Regions from separate parts of the Zea mays genome. Here region 1 is linked to region 2. A link is a contact called in public Hi-C data. All regions are on one chromosome and are shown on one strand. The core of a region is the stretch at or near the end of the contact, and the rest is flanking DNA. Distances in the headings are between cores, read along the strand shown.

Evidence for each region. A called contact is a pair of places that touch in the nucleus more often than the background predicts.
Region 1: a Hi-C map of ear shows a contact between it and region 2, with 2.7 times the contacts expected there. The contact joins the enhancer-like site here to the promoter of LOC103649932 in region 2. A contact is called at or near these places in 2 of 25 Hi-C or Micro-C datasets (ear and tassel).

The regions. Positions count from the first base shown.
Region 1 is chr3:33,638,711-33,642,374 of Zm-B73-REFERENCE-NAM-5.0, forward strand. It overlaps the pseudogene LOC103649934. Among protein-coding and RNA genes, the nearest start is that of LOC100283905, 7.7 kb to the right of the region's middle. Within about 2 kb of position 1,486, at least 6 of the 20 cell types and tissues checked have an H3K27ac peak or open chromatin away from gene starts, as enhancers often do. A contact at or near this core is called in ear, where this site is marked.
Region 2 is chr3:33,249,896-33,253,481 of Zm-B73-REFERENCE-NAM-5.0, forward strand. LOC103649932 (alanine and glycine-rich protein) reads left to right here and starts at 1,476. Exons shown (of 2, transcript XM_008675616.4): 1 at 1,476-2,174; 2 at 2,879-3,324. The coding sequence starts at 1,478. The coding sequence ends at 2,988.

The DNA.
Region 1 (3,664 bases), core at 236-2,735, 390 kb after region 2:
ATACTTACAGTTCAAAATAACTTAGCACAACTTCACAAGTCACAATTTCACACTCACAACTAAAAATAACTAGGTCCAAACATCAATTGCTAGCCAAACATCATACAATTTCTATGTGTGTTGCAAATGGCAAAAAAGAGTCTTTACCTTTGCTTGATCGAAGCACTGGAGAGGGCACGGATCCGAGGTGGCGGTGCATTAGCTGGAGCGGGGGACCGATGGACGAGGATGGCCGGAGCCAGCGGGGACAAGGGGCCGGAGTCGGCGTGGACGGTGGCGCGTTGGCCGATGGCGCTCAGGCGGGCGGCACGAGAGTGGGGAGGCGCTGGCGCGGCGGCGAGCGGGCGGGCTGGCGATGGCGAGCGGGCGGGCTAGCGACGGCGAGCGGCAGTTGAGCATGCGAAAGAATGGGACCGCGGGCCCAGTCAGTGTTAAGTAAACGTTCTTTGCCGAGTGCCGGCGACCTAGCACTCGTCAATTTTTTTTATTTAAAAATATACTTTGCCGAGTGTCATGGATCTTACACTCGACAAAGATTATTTTAATTCAAAAACTACTTTGCCGAGTGTCCCTTTGTAGGTACTTTGCCGAGTGTCCCTCTATAGATACTTTGCCGATTGTCTGATCTAGGACACATGACAAAGTATATTTTTATTTTTATTTTTTTCACCAAACTTTTTGTGGTTTGTTCCTATAGTATAGACCTACATGTTCTATTGGCATAATTATCAAAGTGTTTTCTATAAATATTAGATTTAGTTCGTTTAATTGAATTTTTTCGGATAATTTAGATTTAAACTGCAAGTTACTCGAAAAATGAAAAAATGTGAATGCAAAAATGATTTTCATGTTATTTAGCATAAGTTACGGTCTATTTTAGGAACAAACCAGAATTTTCGAGCACTATACTCACGAAATATGACCATGAACTTGTGATCTATTTGTTTTAAAATTGTATAGAACACAAACAAAGTCAGTAAATTATGAAACTTGTCGACATGTAATGATATCATATATAAAAAATCTGATAAAAATTGACATTGTTTCGTAAAAGTTGTCACGCACTATGCGTAGTGACCGGAGTCTATAGAAGACTAAGGGTCTGTTTGGTCGAGCTGTGGCTGTGAATAAAACTGTTGTGGGCTGTGAGCTGTGGAAAAAGCTGTTGTGGGCTGTGAGATATTAAAAAGCTAAAAACCATTTGTTGGAAACCACTAAAAGCTATTAAAAGTTCTTCGATATATGTTTTCATAGTTCTATCTAAAAACCACTAAAAGCAGGTCCAGAGGTGCTTTCAGTTTTCTACTGCGAGAAAGTCGACTTTTAGAAAAGCTGCTTTCTAGATCCATCCCTTTGGTTTAACTTTTGGCTTTCAGAGGTAAAAACCAAAGCCAAAAGCCAAACCAAACACACCCTAGGTTTCACTCGTACGACTCATGACCCATCCACTCTCGCTCTGGATTGACAACGCGTGGCCTACTGGTCTGGGCACTGGCCCAGGCAAGACCTCGGTCACCTGGTTCGGGCCGACGCCGAGGGTGATCATAACCGAGCCGGAGCTGGTGCGCCAGGTTCTGTCCAACAAGTTCGGCCACTTCGAGAAGGCCGGCTTCGGGCAGCTGACGCGGCTGCTGCATTATGGCGTGAGCACCCACGAGGGCAGCAAGTGGGCCAAGCACCGCAGGATCATCAACCCCGCTTTCCATTTCGAGAAGCTCAAGGTCTCATACATGAATCACCTCATCAGTGTAGCTTGCTATTTGATGGATCCGATACGAGCTTCCCGATCAATCGATTCTCCTGCAGCGCATGCTGCCGGCCTTTGCGTCGTGCTGCGCCGACCTGGTGAGCACATGGGAGCGTCTGGTGGTCGCGGCCGACGGCGAACCATGCGAGGTGGACATCTGGCCGGACATGCAGAGGCTGACGGGGGACGTCATCTCCCGCGTCGCCTTCGGCAGCAGCTACCTGGAAGGCAGGAGGATCTTCGAGCTCCAGGAGGAGCAGGTGCACCTCGCCATGCTCGTCGCCGGCAAGATACACATCCCTGGATACATGTCAGCTCGTGCTCTCTAGCTAGCTCTGATCAAACCACATTCTATATTAATTTGATTGTCAGTGAGAACTGACACGACAAAAAGATTTTGATGTACAGAATTGCAATTTTCGTGCGTGTAGGATGCTGCCTACAAGGGTCAACCGGCGGATGAAGCGGATCGCGGCGGAGATCGAAGGGATCCTTAGACGGATGATCGCGACGAGGGAGAGCTCGCTGAGGGCAGGAAAGGCGACGAGCGACGACCTTCTCGGCCTGCTGCTAGAGTCCAACATGGAGCAGCTCAGGGGCGAAGGCGGAGGCGGAGGCGGCGGGACGAGCTCCGGAGGCATGTCCACCGACGACATCATTGGAGAGTGCAAGCTGTGTTCTACTTCGCCGGCATGGAGACCACGTCGGTGCTGCTCACGTGGACCTTGCTGGCGCTCTGCATGCACCCGGAGTGGCAGGACCTTGCCAGGGAGGAGGTGCTCCGCGTCTTCGGCGGCGCCTCCTGCAGAGTGCTGGACTACGACGGCCTCAGCCGACTGAAAATCGTAACCTTCATTTCGATAGCATGATCAGTCTTGATCGATTCGTTCAGTCAGTGTCGTGTGAAATGTGGTCGTAATTGTGATTCGCAATCGCGTCTGCAGGTGACCATGGTGCTGTACGAGGTGCTGCGGCTCTACACGCCGCTGCCGGCGTTGCACCGGCGGACATACAAGCCCATGGAGCTTGGGGGCGTCAGGTACCCGGCGGGCGTGATGCTGATACTGCCGCTGCTCTGCATCCACCACGACAAGGACGCGTAGGGGCCGGACGCCGACGAGTTCAGGCCGGAGAGGTTCGCAGAGGGAGTCGCCAGGGCGTCGTCCGCCGGGGACGCGCCTCCATCGTTCTTCCCGTTCGGCTGGGGACCTCGGACCTGCGTCGGTCAGACCTTCGCGCTGCTGGAGGCCAAGATAGGGCTCGCCATGATTCTGGGGAGCTTCACATTCGAGCTCTCCCCGTCCTACTCGCACGCGCCGTTCCCCGTCGTCTTGCTCAAGCCAGAGCACGGCGCGCAGGTCAAGCTCAGGAAGCTCCCATGAGCTGCATCCGCTTGCATATTGCAGAGACGAAACGGTCATAAATTTCCCTGTATATATACGGAAAAAAAAGGCAACAACATGTTTGCTGTTTGGATGGACCAGGACTATTGTTAGTTTATGCCTAAAAATACTCTATATGCGTCCTAAAATAAGTATTCGTAGGTTTAAGGTGAATAGATAATTGTCTTTAAGAAATTACATGTCCCCCTATAAAGATGTAACTATTGTACTTTGGAAAAGGAGAAGGTAGAAAAGAACAACTAGAGTTAGTTTAACTTGTACCTGGAGGTGCACTTATTTTGTCATAATTTTTTTAAATTCTAGGAGTACACTTTTTTTTGGGATGTAGAGTAGTCCGCTAAAATTTACTCAACTAGTTGTTAGTCCATAATTATTTGGATTGTGAGCCAATTATTAGGCATTTTGCAAACATAAGGTGTGTTTCGATTGTGACGAGTAAGTAGTGTCTTGGATTGAGATGGGTGGACTAATTGGGCATGAGAGTATTTGTACAACACATCTCTTGGCTTGTAGC
Region 2 (3,586 bases), core at 226-2,725:
GGTCATCTATACCTCGTCTCGTCCCAGGTATCCGGTTTTTAAAGTCGTCCGACTAATCGTTAATTAGTTAGCTTTATTGCTGGAGCAAGCTCGATCCAGGTAAGCTCGATCAGTGTCTTTAACTCGACTAGGACGACTAGAAAGCAATTAATCATTCTAGTCACTGATTAATCATGATTACTCGTCTGATTTTATGACCGACTAATTTTATCTATTTTAGATTAGTATCTAATCTCTTTTCTATGGGCCAGTCTACCATCTCTAAAGGTCTAAATATACTATTCTGACCTACTTGGAGTCTTGGATACGCAACAATGTAGCCAACGGCACCTGTACCGCTGTACTCAGCACCACCGCCCTTGCTCCATTGCCCCCTTCTCCTTCTCCAGCCCCGCCACCCTGATGTGCATCTGTTACTCCATCACATAGCTGCCCCATCCATCGTGTGGTGGCCGCAAGCCTGCAAAGGCCCTCTGCTCGAGTCGCCGGTGTGCGGTGCCTCTATTCTAGCATCTAGCACATGATACATCTGCTCTAGCGCGCGACATCTTTCTGTAGCCGCAACCATTCTCCTGCAGTCGCGACCGTCAATGGAAATTAAAAAAATGGGAATTCACAATAATGTATTGAATCCGGATAGCATAACCATCGGTTAACGGATATGTATACTAGATTTCTATACCCACAAAAAAAACCATATATACCTTATAATATCCATATATATAACTACGGATAACAAATTCCATCTCGTGGCCCAATGGATAATTACTTGTGTTTATTTACCTATATATGTACATATTGTCATCCCTATCTAAGAGGTTATTGATTAGTATTATATGTTTTAATGGATATAGCAGCACATTGTATAGTTGAGGGGTCGTATAATTGACGAGTTGTTCGCTTCGGATTAAAGATGACTGTTTAAACTGATGTAGCTACAATTAATCAATTAATATATAAATAATAGAAGCTGATATGTATTAAAACCAAGCAAACAAGCCTACGGTAGATTTCAAAAAATGACACATTAGTAAAATCACCCTTAAAATGTCTTAGAGGGCAATTTAAACGATTTTTAATGTTTTGAGGGTAGAATAACTGATTTTACAGAGGGCAACGACTGTTATGCAAGCAGTCCTTCTGTGCAAACGTGTAAGCAAATCATCTGATCCATTAGATTACGATTCAACCATAGATACAACCATGATTTGTTAGAGGTTTTTTTTATAAAGATTATTGAGCTGGTGGTGGAAGAGTTTAAATGTTAAATGTGACCTACGATTAGATTACGATTTAATTGATTAGATTGTTTGCTTACACGTTTGCACGTAAAGACGGCTTGTATAGCCGTCGTTGCCTTTACATAGAGGGAGTAGTAAAAGTTTCCTATTTTGCCTTTGTCTGCTTTCTGCATTTTTGGTAGCTGAAATTTTTGTAGTATTAAAAAAATTCAGACATTGGTTCCCTCCGGGGCAAAATGAGACCAGCGGCACCACCGTGCCAACTTTCCCAACCCAAACTCAGACGCGTCCCCCAGTCCCCACCTCCGTCGCCGATGACACCGCGCGCCCCGCAGCTTCGGCACCACCCGCCGCACCTCCTCCTCGCCGAGGCCGTTGCCTCCTGGCACCCCTTCCACAAGAAGCCCTGTCGCTCGGACCGCTCCACCGCTCCCCCTTCCTCGGCCCGCCTCCCTGATGCGGAGACTCCGACGCCTGCCCCCTCGGGGGGCGCTAGCGGCGGATCCTTCCGGTGGTTCGGGCTCCGCAAGCGGCGCCGCCGCGGTGCGGGCTCGCGGTCCGTGTCCGGCCGCAGCAGCGACCGCCGGAGATCTGGCACGTGCTCCGACTTCCATTTCACGTGCGGCGGCGGTGGTGGTGGTGGCGGTGGCGGCGGCGGCGCCACTGACTCCAGTGGGGAGATGTGGGCGTCAGATGTCGGGGAGGTGCGGATGAGGGACGTGTCGATGGCGACGGAGTTCGGCCCGGCGCCCGTTAGCGGGGTTGGTGTCGGAGGTGGTGGGGTCGGCGCTGCAGCGGAGGCAGCGGCCACCGATTCTGGGTACGGGAGCGAACCTGGGTACCGTGGCGACGTGGAGCTGGGATACGGAGATGAAATGGACGAAGAAGATGAGGATGGGAGGCAGCAGCTGTTCTGGGACGGGGTGATTGGAGGTGATAAGCGTCTTTGAATTCAATTACTTGGATAGTCACTGCCTTTTAGTATCCTCGACTCTCCACATAGATCAGCATTACCGTGTGCACTTTGATTTAGAATATGTTTGTTGGAAAACTTGGTTTGTTACCTTTGTAGGTTGAGATTCTAGTGTCCATGGATATTTCTTGTTCGGGATCAAGTAATATAGGTCATGGAGCTCCTCTGTTCTTTGTTCCGTATAATGTGTCGTAAGTCTTGTTTATTGCTGTTGATGTCTGACCATAAATATTTGCAGTGGATTGGTTGAGTCAAAACAGTTTTGAGGGGAAATGCATTTATTTACCCAATACCGACACAATATTCTTGTAGTGGTATGGCTGACAAAATGACTGCCTGACAAATATTCCTTTATACTCCTGATCACAGAAATGTATTATTTAAAGCAAGATGACAAATATTTGTTTTTCATGGCATTGATGTAGCCTACAAGATGGAACTTTGACTAGAAATATCTATAAAAAAACATTGTTTCGAATATAAAGAGTTACTCCATCTGTCCTGGAATGAGAAGTGTATTTTGATCAAAGAAAAGTCATACAAAATTGATTTGACCCCTTAGTTTCTGTTGCAATATGTTATCATTTGCCAAACAGTCAATACCATCTCTCAGAGGCACCTTGAATGCACATACATTATGGTTCTTTTTTCCCATCCATTGCAGATATGACTAAAATGAAGATCGACGGCGACAATAACTTTGGGGAGCAGAAGAGCCATCACCGCTGCAGGCGCAAGAAGCATGATGCTAGGGTTTTGGATTCCTTGAGTTGAAGATTTTTGTTGTGCTAGAAGTGGTGAAGCGTCTAAGCATGTGTTGTATTGTAGTGTTCCTTCACTAGCAGCAGCTGTTATCCGCGTCTTTGTTGTAGCATTCACTGATAGAGTAGGCAACTAGTTACCAGTGTTTCTGACTTTTTGTATGGGCACTGATGTTTCCTGATAGTATAGTTCCCTAGTTTCTGGGCTAGTTTTTTTTTCCATGAGTTTATCTGTGAAGGCTTCAAGAGTAGCGAATGCGCTAAGAACAAATGTGTCGCCTTTTTAGTTGTTTTTTACACTTGTTAGCACTATATAATGGTTGTTTGAGTTGGATGCGTGATTGATACAGCAGCATCAGTCAGCTGATCCCTAAAATAAGGTTGTTTGGTTTAAGGTCAGGGGTTGGGACATGACTATCCTAGTGTTGTCCCAGTTATCACTCAAAATTGGATCCTAGTGTTGTCCCAGTTATCACTCAAAATTGGAGGGACGAGAGAGGACGCCAGGGAACGTCCCTGTCCTGGTTGTCAAGTTATCCCTTAAAATTAGGCAGCAGTGATTAACACTGCCATCGATTACAGCGCAGGCTAATTTTTACACGAATTATATG